4 separate regions of the Sus scrofa genome follow, and regions 2, 3 and 4 are each linked to region 1. The links are chromatin contacts, called in public targeted proximity ligation maps. All regions are on one chromosome and are shown on one strand. The core of a region is the stretch at or near the end of the contact, and the rest is flanking DNA. Distances in the headings are between cores, read along the strand shown. Region 1 holds the start of ATP1B1 (ATPase, Na+/K+ transporting, beta 1 polypeptide). Region 2 holds the start of LOC106510102. Region 3 holds the start of BLZF1 (golgin-45). Region 4 has its middle 86 kb from the start of DPT.

Region 1 (3,307 bases), core at 357-2,856:
CATGAGAACTATGGCAGTAAGCCCACTGAAGGATGGAGATTTCCCAAAATAAAATAAAATACAAGCTAAAAGCCATCACTTTAAAGACCTACATTTAACATGGCTCAGGGATATCTATTCTTCCCAACATAGGTATGGGATGAGGTTTCACCTTGACTAACCTTGAAGTGTGATGCATTATTAACCCTTCACTTTTTAATCAAGAGACACACTACAGGGTGCATTTTTTTTTCCTCTACAGAAAATCATATATTCTAGCTTCTTCCATTTCAAAATGTCAGCCAAGCAATATTTCCCTGACTCATTCTCCTGCCCATGCTCACAGATCCTCCCAATCAGGAACACCACATCAGCACCTACCCAGGGCTCCCTTAGTGGCTGCAGTGGTGGTGCTAGTGGTGCAGATGATGATGATGGTGATGATGATATTAGAGAAGGGGGGGCAGTGATGCAGGAGGGGGGAGTTCCCTCCCTCTCTCTCTCTCTTCCGCAGTCACGACTCTTACAGATTTGCCTACAACTGCCCTTCAAAATGACCTTTTAAAAAAAGTCACCCTTCCTGTGTAGAGAGGTGGAAGACAAGTAAGCAATATAATTTTCAATGGGGAGGGGGTCTATTTAGCCAAGCAACAGGCTGCCCCAAATCGTATCAGATGACCTGCCTCTGCCTTTGTGCCATTTATTTCACACTAACCCTTCATCGTACCCGGTTCTGCATCTGGCTCTGTAGACACTGACAACAACCCGATTTTGCCATGTTTTGGGGCCAAGGCTCAGAAACGGAGTCCTGACATGGAGCTTCCTGGGTCATTCCTGGGCTGTGATGACTCCACGGCAGTTCACTGGAGGAAACTCTGGGCATCGCTACGAAATACTGCAGTGTGTATGGATTCTGCCATCACTACCGCTCCCCGCACCCCCACCCCACCCCCGCCCGCCGCCGGCCTTTGGAGGTACATATTTAGACTAGAAAAAAAAGGTGCTTTAACACACAACCTCGCCTGCATTCGGTCCGATTACCCTCAGGCTGTTCTTTCAGAGCCTCAAATCTTATTTTTTAGGACCTGACTACAAGAAGAGACATATCTAGTCTCCCACAGCCCGACCATGCCCAGGACCGAAGGGCTCAAGCGATGTCATATAAACTGCAAGTTCCCAAGACCGCTACAATATACGTAACCCTCTGCTTGCCCGCGCCTATCCAGGGATTCTGAATTCCATACAGGACAGCAAGCCCAGGCCCGCGCGATCGTAGCAGTGCTCACCACCCGACCCTCCGCCCTTGCCAGCGCGGAGCGCGCGGTGCGGTCCGCAGAGCCTGCCCGGGGGATGAGCCGAAAGGCAAGGCGCTGGGGGCGAGAGCTGCGAAACCCATACTTACACCAACTGCCACCGGTCCTGCCCAAAAACTCCTTCTTTTCGGAGTTCCAGATGAATTTCTTCCAGCTGCCCTCCTCCTTGGCTTTTCCGCGGGCCATGGTGGCGGGTCAGCAGCTGCTGCGGGGATTGAAGATGGGTGATTGCCGCGTGCGCTCTTGCGTCCTCTCCTGCCGATCAGTGTCCCCTGCCTGGCTCTCCGCAGGCTGCACCCGCCGCTGCCGCTGCGGCTTTCAGAGTGCCAGACGCGCGGTGGAGGAGCAGAGTCAGGAGCGGGAGGAGGGGGAGGCGGCGGCGGCGGGGGCGGAGGGAGGAGGGAGGGACCGCGCAGGCTGGGCGTCTCCGAGCCCCGCACCTATTGGTGGGCGCACGACCGCTCACTGGCCCTCTTTGGTCCGCCACGCGCTCCCCTTGCCCTTGGGGATTCGGGGGCTCCACAAACCCGCAGCTGCCACTCCAGCTGCCACCGAGGACGCGTGCTCGGCCCCCGCCTCCTGTGACCTCTGCAGAGACAGGCAGGGGACAAGGAAAAGTCAAAGGGAAGGACGAACAAATGGACTGCGGGCCCAGGCTACAGCCACCCGCCACGAGCCGAGAAATTGGCTGAGGGCGCACGCCCTACCTTTACTATATACCGCGCCGTGGCGACGGGGCGCCCCGCCCACTAGCGACCCGGCGGGCCAATAGCCGGCGTGGAGGGGGCGGGGCCTGGGGCCCGAGGGGGCGGGCGCGGGGTTGGCACAAAGGAGCTGCGGTAGCGGCGTGAGGGGCGGTCTAGGGAGCCAGGGAGCGGGGGCGCGGGGAGGGGCGGAGAGAACTGTGAGTGGCGAGGCCGCAGCACCTAACAGCCCCCTCCTCGCGTTGGGCTGTGCACGAACCCGCCTTTTCCGTAGTGAGGTGACCCGCACCTGCCTTGCCTGGCGCCCCGCAGACCCTTCGGGACCCCAGCCCGGCTGTCCCGATCCAGTCAGTCCCTCTCGTGCACTCTCAGCCTCTCTTCTCCGCACTTCCACTTCTCCTAGGCCCTAGCTGGGTGGGGGTAGGTCACTCCGGGACGCCTGAGAATCAGGGACTCTGCCCAGCTCCGCCCCGCCTCTCTGCTGCTGCACCTGCCACCCCCTCCGGTCTCCCCGCCACTGCGGTTGCAGTTCCGGCCCGTCCCTCTCCTTCCAGGCCAGCCCAGCCAGCAGCCCTGGCTCCTGACTGCCGGGCTATGCTCCTTGTGGGCGGCCTGAACCACCTCAAGCAGGATAATTGCCAAACCCACCCAGGGCGGCAAGCCGGATCCGGGGTTTGAAAGGGGTAGGAGGTGTTGGAGGCCGACCAGCCGGCCCCCAGTGGGTCGCTCCTTCAGAAACCAGTCGCATTGCCTGGCGGCTCACACCAGTCTAGACCCCGGCGGCGACAATGTTTGCACGTGACCTAGCCACCAATGACTCCCCTTGGCGTCGAATCCCAGGCTGGTGTTCTCAGGGACGGGTTTTCACGCCCCTTGGGTGGGTACCGACCACTTTGTTCTTCTCTAAAAGACCTGGGGCCAAAAAGGATCTGGAAAGCCTAGTATAAATCGCGAGAAGGTGCAGGCAATCCTTGGCATCCTTTATCCCTCCCCCTTCTTTATCCCCTGTGCATCAACAGCCAAACTCCTTGGTTTCATCTCCCTCCGCCAAACCCCTGAGCAGCTTCACACATCCCTCTTGAGGCAGTGACACAGCAGAAATCAGCAGGGGCGCCTCTGCAGTCAATGTACAGAAGCTACATCCCCAGGGAGCTATGTAGCCCATCCCAGAAAAGATTTCCCCTCCCTGTATCCAGACAGACAACGCAAGGGAGGCTTGTCAGGGTTTCCTTTCTGTCACCCAGGTCAAACTCGCAGGTCTATGGACAAGCTTGAATTGCTGTAGCATGAGCTCTTCCTCATCAGTCCTTC
Region 2 (3,307 bases), core at 252-2,751, 450 kb after region 1:
GCCTCGCCAAATCTCCCTGCCCCCGCCTGTCTTCACGTTCTCCACTCTGCGCTGCCGCCTGCAGCTTACATAAGGCCCGCGCACACATGCAGTGAATTCATCTTCTCCTTTAAGGAGGCTCCAGGCAGCAAGGCAAGCGAAATGCTACTAGAGGTCCTCCCCACACCCTTCCCCCGACCCCAGCTGTCAAATAGTCACGCCCTAAAACAAATCCAGCAGCAACAAATACCCTGTGACAAGTCGGAAAGGCGGCCAGATCTAAGCCTGCACAGAGAACTCCGTCCTAAGAAATTAAGAACACGTGGGAAGGGGGCACCTGAGCAAGTGCTTTAACCTCTCTGCTAGCGCCAACGCTTCATCTAATCTGCTGGGACAACCTGCCAGCCACAGTGAGCCGGCTAAAGCCAGCCAAAGTCATCAGACCTACTTTGCCAAGAGAAATGAAGGACAAACTGATTCGTGCTGAATCTTCCCAATTACTACCTAGACTGATTGACAATGTAGGTAATTGCTCCCTGCTTGGCTTGATTAGAATGTTCTATTCTGAAAACATTAAAAAAAATTTTCCCTGGGGCCATGGATAGTCCTAATTTCCTGCTGGCAAGAGCCAGTAGCACCAACATCTCCTCATCTCATCTCCAACAAGCCACAGCTACTCTCTTCTACTCCTAGGAGTCCCTCAAGTCTCCCACCAGGAAGCCCAGGACCTAAAAAAGTCTGTCCTCTACCTTCACAGGGACTCTCCTTGTCCCATAGAGTGAAAGGCCATCAAGCCCAGTTCACCAATCCATCTGCTGTGGTTAGAGGTAGACAGAGCCATAGAATATCTTTCTCGTGAGAACAAAGCATTTTGCAGGGTGTGATTTATCACCCTCAGAAGCAGGAAGAGGGAACTCCTTCCCATCAACATCATCTTGCCTGAGCTGGGCAATCCATGAAAGCCCCCTCTCCCTCTGTCCCCAATTATCACATGGGACTCCTATTGGCTATTAACAACTGTGCTCACAGGATCAACTTTGCAAAAATTAGTCCTAAATATTAGAATGGAAGAGGTATGGATTCCAGCTGGGGAGTGGGGGGAACTGATGCAGAAAATCAGGGCCATGGTAGGATGACCAACTACCCCAGTTTGTCCTGGGTTAAAGGGCAGACACAGGACTTTCAGCTGGGAAAGTCCCAGATAGTCTGGGACAAATCAGTCACCCAAGTTAGGGATAAAGAAGACTTTTTCTTGGAAACTTGAGTTCTGAACTAAAAGGAATTGTTTTCCTTTCCAAAGCATACAAGAGAGTGTTTGCTCCCTGAAGAGTGACAAGGAAGAGGACCTCTTCTCATGAACATTTTAGAAATTTGATAAACAGAAATTTGATTGAGAGCGTAAAGAGAACAGAGTCCTGGGAGAAGGTATTAAGAAATCTAATGGGCTAATAATGTTCGGGACATTTAATCTTCAGCTATGCCTTGTTTATGCCAGTTGGAGTGGCATAAGCCATAAAAAAGATTCCCTATCCATGATGGCAGGATGGCATCCCCCACTCCACCTCTAGCTGTACTCACTGCATCCCTCCCCCAACTTAAACCTAGAATAGTAACAGCAGTCTTCTGCATGGCATTTTTCAGGCATTGCATGTGGGTCTCTTGGAAGCAGGCAGCTGCAGCATAATGGAAAGGGGCTCAACCTAGAAGTCAGGACACCTGAGTTCTATTTTGCTCCTAGTCCTCTCTGACTCAATGACCTTGGGCAAGCACTTAACCTTCTCTCAACTATAAAAAGGAGAAAACATCCCTATTCCTGCATCTCCCTCCACTGTAGTGAGGATCAAATGAGGTGACATGGGCTCTCAGTGAACCTAAAAGAATTAGACCTTGATCAACAATTCCCAGTATGTCTTAAACATTCCAGGTTCACCCAATCTTTGCTGCAGCTTTGGGGAACCTCAGATCCATTCTATTTGGGGATTTTGGGTACATCATCTTTTTGGGCATCTTCTGGAGGTTTAAGTTAAATCTCTTTCCAGGCATGTTTTGACTGAAATTACCCTCTTTTAACAATTCTCCATTCAGATGGTCAGATCTTTAAAGTTAGGGGCCGTACGGAGGTCAGTCATAACCAGAGCCTAAAAGCCTAGGGCAACAACTGAGGTTGAGAAGGTCAGCTGACCCTGGAAGAATCCTCAGGGTTTGAATACCTAAGAGACCATCACTTGAAGACACTTGGTATGAGAATTAACTCTGCAACTTTCTACAAAATCACTCTAAGCACCCAGTTTATTATCAATAAACTGAATGTTTATTGTGGAGCAAGGGGGATGGAGGAAATGGTAAATATTCTGCCATCTTCATGGGACTGTGAGAATTAAATATTATGTCAATATTTGGTAAACTATAAAATGTAATACCATTTAAATGTGAAAGACCAAAGCAATGAACTTTTAAAATTGTGGTAAAATAAATATTTAAAAGTATATAATTTTAACCATTTTAGGTGTTCAATTCAGTGGCATTAATTACATTCACGATATCATGTAATGGTTACCACTATCTTTTTTCATAAATTTTTCATCACCCCAAACACAAACTTTGTACTCATTAAGGCAACAACTCCCCCTTCCCACATCCCTTCAGCCCCTGTTAACCTCTAAACTACTTTCTGGCTCTGTGAATATTTCTATTCTAGATATTTAATATAAATGAAATCATCCAATATCTGTCCTATTGCGCCTGGCTTATTTCACTTAACACATCATGATGTAGCATGTATCAGAATGTCATTCCTTTTTATGGTTGAATAATATTCCATTGTATTATATACATTTCATTTATCCATTCAATTGTTGCTGAATAATTGAGCTGTTTTAATTTTTTACCTATTATGAATAATGCTGTAGTGAGCATTGACATACAAATATCTGAACACTTGAGCTGTTTTAATTTTTCACCTATTATGAATAATGCTGCAGTGATCATTGACATACAAATATCTGTGTGGATACTTGTTTTCACTTCTTTCACAGAATATCATTGCTGGGTGATAGGGTAATTCTATGCTTAGCTCTTTGAGGAACCAACAAACTTTTCCACAGGGGCTGCTCCATTGTACATTCTCACCAGCAATATATGAGGGTTTCAATTTCTCCACATTCTTGCAAACACTTGTTATTTTCTGGGCGGGTGTTTTTGTTGTGTTTGTTATATCCTTTCTAATAGATGTGAAGTGGTATATAGAATTTTCAAGATGCAATCTTCAGACAAAAGCTATCTATCAATATATGTATATGAATTAAATATCAGCTATACACAAATTGCT
Region 3 (3,307 bases), core at 550-3,049, 300 kb before region 1:
ATCAAAGGAAGAAAACTTACCTTTGGTTTCTAAACCTTCAAGAGTAGTCATTTTTTTAAAAATGAAAATGTACCCCGGGCTTCTACTGAAAAACCTAAATATGAATAAAATGAAATAATTAAAACAATACCATATAAACACATTCATTAAGTCCCTGTCATTTAAAGATTATGATATTCTACTTGCTTCTTCATTTAGTAAACCTGCATTTAGGGAGTGCCCCTTACACCCCTTTTTCACAAGGTGATATTGTTATGACTACCCAATGTCTTAAAAAAAATGAGAGGTGGTTTACTTTCAAATTCCTGCTTCACTGGTATACTCTAAATTATCACCTATATACTCTAAATTATCAGATATGCGTCCTTAAATTTAGCTCAGAAATAGTACTGTAGTTACTACAGGTGCTCTGTATTATTGATAGATACCAGGAACTTAAAAGTAATTAGGAATTCCAGTCCTGGTGCAGTGGAAACGAATCCGTCTAGCAACCGTGAGGTTGCGGGTTCAATCCCTGGCCTAGATCAGTAGGTTAAGGAACTGGTGTTGCCATGAGCTTCGGTGTAGGTCGCAGAGACAGCTTGGATAGTGTGCTGTTGTGGCTGTGTTGTAGGCCAGCAGCTTAGCTCGGATTCCACCCCTAGCCTAGGAAACTCCAAATACTGCGGATGCAGCCCAAAAAAGGGGAAAAAAAAAGGTATTAAAGTAATTACCTTCTCAGGAGACATGGACACTATTTTGTTCACTACATGACAGAGGAGCTTCTGTTTAGATGTTTAACAAGTGACAAAAAATTCATAATAACTTAATTTGCATTTCTTGGTAAAAATTAAAATGTCATAGCATATATTTTCAGAATGTATGCATGACCTTACTAAATCTTAGTCTTACTAAGATTCAGGCGAGAACATGAGAAGGAAGGTAATACTAATGCAGTGATCACGAATGATGAACCAGGCACTAGATGACAAATGGTTTCACTCACAAAAATGATAACTCTTGAGTACTCGATATAACTCAGCATAGCGTCTTCCGTGCCTACCTTCCTTAAAAGTCACACCCCCGCCGCCACTGTTCTGAAAAATAGCTCTCCAAAGACCCTTCGCAAGAGCAATGAACCCTCGGAAGATGCGCAGGGAAATGTACAAAGGTCTGCAGGCAAATACTAATTGAAGGGGGTGGGGGTGGGTCTGGAGTGTGTAACAGGTATGAAGGTGGCAGGAGTGGAAGCGACAATCCTGTCAACCTCTGCCATCCCCAGAAGTCAAATCCAAAGTTCCGTCCCTGTCTGAACAAACCTTCCTGGAACAACGGGCAACCTTTCCTTAAATCTAAAGCGACTGAATGAACAACACACTTCAATCCAAACCTCTGTCCCTTTCCAAAATCCCCTCTCAGTTACACAAGCCCTTTCCTGGACTTACCTCTCAGATTCTTACTCTCCCAATTGCAGGGGGCCTCACTTTACAGGTTCTTTGGCTAGATATCACGGGTTAACTTCCGCGCACACTCCTCTAGCATTCCGAAGCCGATCCGCCCCAACCTTGGGGACATCAAGCTTTTGGTTCACGGCTAATTACTTCCGATTACTCAGGGTTTCGTTTCCGGAATACTTTTCAGAAGGAAAACACTTTTGGTGCCATTTAAACTCAAGTGACGCAGTGACGCAGAATATACGATTCAAGACTTCAGTAAAACAAAACTGGGTAGACTCTTATTAAAAAATAAAAAAAAGAATACTTGGACCCTAGCCGCATATAAGCCTGAACTTCCGGGTCGCCTTTCAACCAAACGGAAGTGATGATGCTGGAAAGAGGTAGGTGGTGTTCCGTTGCTCCAAGCTACGGCGTGAAGGGGCGGGTCGGTCGGCTGGGTGGGCGGAGCTCTATTTACTCCCAGCCACTAAGGACAAAGGGGCGGGGTAGTGGCGGCCCGCTCCGAGTCCGGCAGTAGGTGGGGCTCTGTTGCCAGAGTAACCTGGCGTTGGTGTTGGTGTAGGTGTTTTCCAGTCGCAAAGTTACCTATTTCCTGGTGCTGAGATCCCGAGGCGATGGTGAGTGCAAGGCGGTGTCAGAAGAAAGGCATCGCGGTCTTGTTTATGCTTTGTCCCAGGTCCTGGGGCGTCTGGGCGTTGAGAGGCATCCAGATCGCTTCTACCTTCGGCTGGTTATTTCTTTGTCCCTTTCCAGGAACTGTCCGTGCAATTTCCTCGCTTTCCCTACTTCTTGCAGCACCCTGAATTACACTTTGGTCCTGCTGAGCCTGTAGAGTATTGTGACAGGAAGTTTAAGGCTAAGACACGGAGTCTAGTAGTCTGAGGTGAGACCTTATTTCGGTCAAACATTGGAGATGTATGCATTTTTCATCATTGCATTTTTTTCAACCTCTCAGCTTCACTTTAACACGCTTCATTTAAAAGTATGTGGTGATGTTTATTTGACTTTTTCATGACTGATCCGAATCTCTCTGAATCCTGTAGTCTTTGCTCTCTTGAGGGCCGAGTACCGTTCCACACCCTAAGGGCCACCTAATAATAGCTGCATTTTGCACTAGCCCTAAATTATACAGTTGATTACCTTTTAACAGGAATACTCCATAATATCACTTGGAAATCACTTCTGGAAAATTCACTTGCTAGAGCTTCACCTTCAGAAATTCTGCATGAATAGAAACAGGCTCCATATTTGCATTTTTAAAAAAGCCTATAGATGATTTTCATTCGATCACATGTTCGAGAATGCCAGGTATGGCTATGAAATTAAATATGGAGACCCACCCAGAGTTCCCGTTGTGGCTCTATGCATTAAAAACCAGAGTAGTATCCATGAGGATGTGGGTTTGATCCCTGGCCTCGCTCAGTGGGTGAAGGATCTGGCATTGCTGCAAGCTGCCGCTTAGGATTTAGCCAGAACCTGGCATTGCTGTGGTGTAGGCTTCGGATTGGACTCCTAGCGAGGGAACTTATATATGCCACAGGTGTGGCTCTAGAAAGAAAGAACAGCAACAACAAACAGAGATCCACCCACCACCCCTTCTTTCTCTGTTAGGTCTTGTGTTTCTAGTTCAGAGAAACAGGTATTGAAGGATAATGCTTCCATCTTTGCTCTAGATTTTATTCCCTCCCATTCCTTATAGGACTTTCTGCTTTTGGTTATATTTTTTTCTTTCCTGTGCTTTCAGCCTCTTCCTCACCATTTCCTTCTCCCCCCACCCCCCCCCCCGTGTTCAAGCCATACACCTTAAGAAAATGAAATAAAACAAAAGCACACCCCCAGCCTGTGTTCGTTCAGTTTATTGCCTAGTCCTC
Region 4 (3,307 bases), core at 376-2,875, 260 kb after region 1:
AAGGTAACTGCCAAATGAAATTCAAAGAAGCAGGGTCTCTGCCATCAAGAAGTTTTCATTTGGCTGCAAAGAGTCTCAGGAGGCATGTTCCATCCAGTTAGATGAAACATCTAAGATAGTTAGGTGACCATATTATTTGTAAATTTCCAGAGATGGTTTTAGGCTTATGATCTTGACCTGTAAACCTTGGAGCAAAAATAGTAACAGTAAAATTAACAAATAAGGGCAAAGCTGTAGACTCAAGGGTCTAGATGCTCATAGACTTTCTGTCGGGCATTTTCACTCTTATCAAACCACATATGAATGATGCTGACCTTTTTAGTAATTTGATTCTGACAATGGCACAGCAATGACAGAGCTCAAAGGCTGACAACCTAATATGGGCAAGCCAGAGAAGTAATTACTGCTTTAAATCAAAGAACAGTTTGTGCCCTATAGTAGGAAAATTCTATATTAAACAGAAAGTCCTCTATCCTCCATACCATATGGCATTAACCATCTTCCTATGGGTTTACTTCCCTGAACTTGGAAAAAGAGTCTGCCCATTTGGGCCTCTGGATATAAAAGGTGTGCTGGTGACCATTTCATTTTGCCATTGAGTCTTAGGTTTGGAAGAGTCCTTACCAATTATCTCCTCTAGCTTCCTACCCCAAATAGTATTAACTTTGAAAAATGGACTGCTTAGATGCTTTCAGTAATGGGAACTCAGCCCCTGCAAGGACCCCATATATCTATCCTCTCAGGCAGGGCATTCAAAATAACTTTGGGCAAGCGGATCTAGGAATCATTGTCTTCTCTTTAGTTCTTTCCTCCTCATTCTCTTCATATTCTTCCTCTAATTTGCAATGATTTCTGAGTATCCATTGAGCTTCCAAGATATTGATTCACAACTAAATGAAGGACCATATGAAAATGTGTTTTCGCAGCATATCCAGCCATACTTTTGGATAAGAAGGGGAAGAGCATTAAAGAAATTTTTGCTTAAAAAGTAAACTCAGTTTGTAAAGGGCTAATTGAATTCTCTGTCTAGCCATTCCCTATTTCCCCATGGCACTGTACTTTTCCTGGAAAAATTTCATCAGGCTGGAAAATTTAGCTTTTGGTTTGTTACCAGATTCATTTCCTGTCTCTCATGTGTTTTATCAGAGTTAGCTTTTAAACAAGGAGAGAGACCTACTTTCTCACACTGAGAGCCAAGATTTTAAACCTTTTTAAAAAATTACTGACTTGCCTAATGATCAAGTTCACTTCTTGAACATTGCCCTGGGCTGTTCTAAACCATCCAATTTATTGTAATTATGGATGGTACATCCACAGGGCAAAGACTTAATGCAGGCTTATTGTCCATATTTACTGAGCTTCCTAATTTTTGGAGCATAGCTAATGGTTAATTCCTATAGAGCCACCACTAACCCATATATCTATCACTTTTGCTCATTGGCAAAATATCCCATCTTTGAGGAGATGCAACTCAAAGTTGTACAACTTGGCTAGCAGAAGAAGACTTTGTGAGAAGCAAAAAGTCATCCCTTCCTCTGTAAAGATGTTGCCCTATGCCAGGTCTGTGCTTTGCCTTGCGTAATAAGTACAGAGTATACTGTAACAAACAAGCTAAAAATTACCAGTGGTGTATTACCATAAAACTTTGCCTCCAGTTCACACTAAAGTTACACATCAGCCTCCCACAGACAAGTAGGGGAAGAAGAGAGAGGGTGGAGAAGGCCGACATGTTTCTTAACCTCCTTTGCCTAGAGATAACACACATCACTTCTGTTTATGTTCCATTAATGCGAACCAGTCATTTGGACCCCCTAGGTGAAAGGGGGAGAAGGAGTTGGAAAGTATGGTTCATAGCTGGGCAGCCACATTTAAGATTCAAGATTTCTATGCCTGATAATTTGATACAATGCATTTTGAACAAGTCAAGGAATCTGTGCAGCCTCCATGCATGTGAGGATCCCATGATGCTCCTATTGATCAACTGTGGAGACTTAGCTCCAATGGCTTTTCAGATACCAACTGCTTCAGGCAGAGAAGTCATGTGAATATGGACTAGGAAGTCAATTAGGACTTGATTTTAAAATCTAAGAAAGTGTTTAGCCACCCATTGCCTTGGTTTTCTATCTATAAAATACTTTAAAAGTGATTAAAAAAAATTTCCCGTTAAGAATAATGAATGAAATGACTTGTTTGTCTCTGTTCCTTTCTGAAATCCCAGTGAAATGGTTTATTTATTTTATACGTGTAAAAATGTTATAATTTGTAAACCTGTAAGGACAATGGCAGAAGATTAATAACATCTACATAATTTCATATGACAGTGGACTCACGATGATAAGTGATTTGAAGCAACAAAGCTAGTAAAACCTTCCAAATTAGGGTGGCAGTGAGGAAAGCCAACAGCAAGCAAACTGACTTATACAATAAAACTATATAGAGGCTCAGGATTAGAAATACCAGCCACTTTTGTCAAAAAGAGTTTAGGGTGGAATTGAAAATAGGATTGACTGCAAACATCCTGGGAGCCAAGGAGGTGTGTGATGCCACACAAAATGTGGTGCTTAGAGGACAGTTTGCAAACGAAAGGGTAAGACACCCCTGCCTGGTTCCCAGACTTCAAGAAGTTAGGATTATTTTCTCTCTTCTCTGGAAAAACTTCTGGGCAAAAGAAAAGGTGTATATATACTGCTATTACTGCTATACTGCTATTAGGAGGGAATTAGTTTCTTACTGCTCCTGAAACAAACTACCACAAACTTATCAGTGTAAAATAATAAAAAAATATTCTTACAAATCTAGAGGATAGAAATCCAAAATGAGTATCACTGAGCTAAACTCAAGGTGTTGACTTTTAGGGGGTTCAGGAGGGTATTATATTTCTTTGCTCTTCCTGTTTCTAGAGGCTTGCCACTTTCCTCACTTTGTGTCCCTCTTCTTCCATTTCCAAAGCCAGCAATGGCAGACCAAGTCCTTCTCATGCTGCGTCTGTCTGGTTCTCTCTTCCAATTTCCTCCTTCCACTTTTAAGGACCCTTGTGATTATATTTAGATTTCTATGTGGTCATGCCCAAATTGACAGAAAAAGAAAACTTTCATCAGAACTTCATAAAGTTCTCTATCATTAAGTTCTGATACTTTTAATTTGCTTTACAAATATTAATTAATTTTTAACTCATGTCAAAATAATACATGTACTCCGTCTAAAAATTCAGGTAATCCAGGATAATTTCCCTCTCTCTTTTTTTCTGTAATAGTGGATTTATTCTTAAGGAAAACTTCTCATAGCTTCAGAGGAATGGTACCTGTAT

Evidence for each region.
Region 2: a targeted proximity ligation map of skeletal muscle shows a contact between it and region 1. A contact is called at or near these places in 3 of 5 promoter capture datasets (fetal skeletal muscle and liver), 7 of 47 Hi-C or Micro-C datasets (embryonic fibroblasts, fetal heart ventricle, heart right ventricle and 2 more) and 1 of 2 datasets of targeted methods (skeletal muscle).
Region 3: a contact with region 1 is called in a targeted proximity ligation map of alveolar macrophages. A contact is called at or near these places in 1 of 5 promoter capture datasets (fetal liver), 2 of 47 Hi-C or Micro-C datasets (both in liver) and 2 of 2 datasets of targeted methods (alveolar macrophages and skeletal muscle).
Region 4: a targeted proximity ligation map of skeletal muscle shows a contact between it and region 1, with 4 times the contacts expected there. A contact is called at or near these places in 1 of 5 promoter capture datasets (liver), 3 of 47 Hi-C or Micro-C datasets (liver, psoas muscle and skeletal muscle) and 2 of 2 datasets of targeted methods (alveolar macrophages and skeletal muscle).

The regions. Positions count from the first base shown.
Region 1 is chr4:81,935,409-81,938,715 of Sscrofa11.1, forward strand. ATP1B1 (ATPase, Na+/K+ transporting, beta 1 polypeptide) reads right to left here and starts at 1,607. Exons shown (of 6, transcript NM_001001542.1): 1 at 1,382-1,607. The coding sequence starts at 1,478.
Region 2 is chr4:82,385,880-82,389,186 of Sscrofa11.1, forward strand. LOC106510102 reads right to left here and starts at 1,502. Exons shown (of 9, transcript XR_002343354.1): 1 at 1-1,502.
Region 3 is chr4:81,637,989-81,641,295 of Sscrofa11.1, forward strand. It overlaps BLZF1 (golgin-45), which reads right to left and starts at 1,800. Exons shown (of 7, transcript XM_003355067.4): 1 at 1,425-1,800; 2 at 21-94. The coding sequence starts at 51. It overlaps NME7 (nucleoside diphosphate kinase 7), which reads left to right and starts at 1,919. Exons shown (of 13, transcript XM_021089439.1): 1 at 1,919-2,053. The coding sequence starts at 2,051.
Region 4 is chr4:82,199,541-82,202,847 of Sscrofa11.1, forward strand. It overlaps the pseudogene LOC106510108. Among named protein-coding and RNA genes, the nearest start is that of DPT, 86 kb to the right of the region's middle.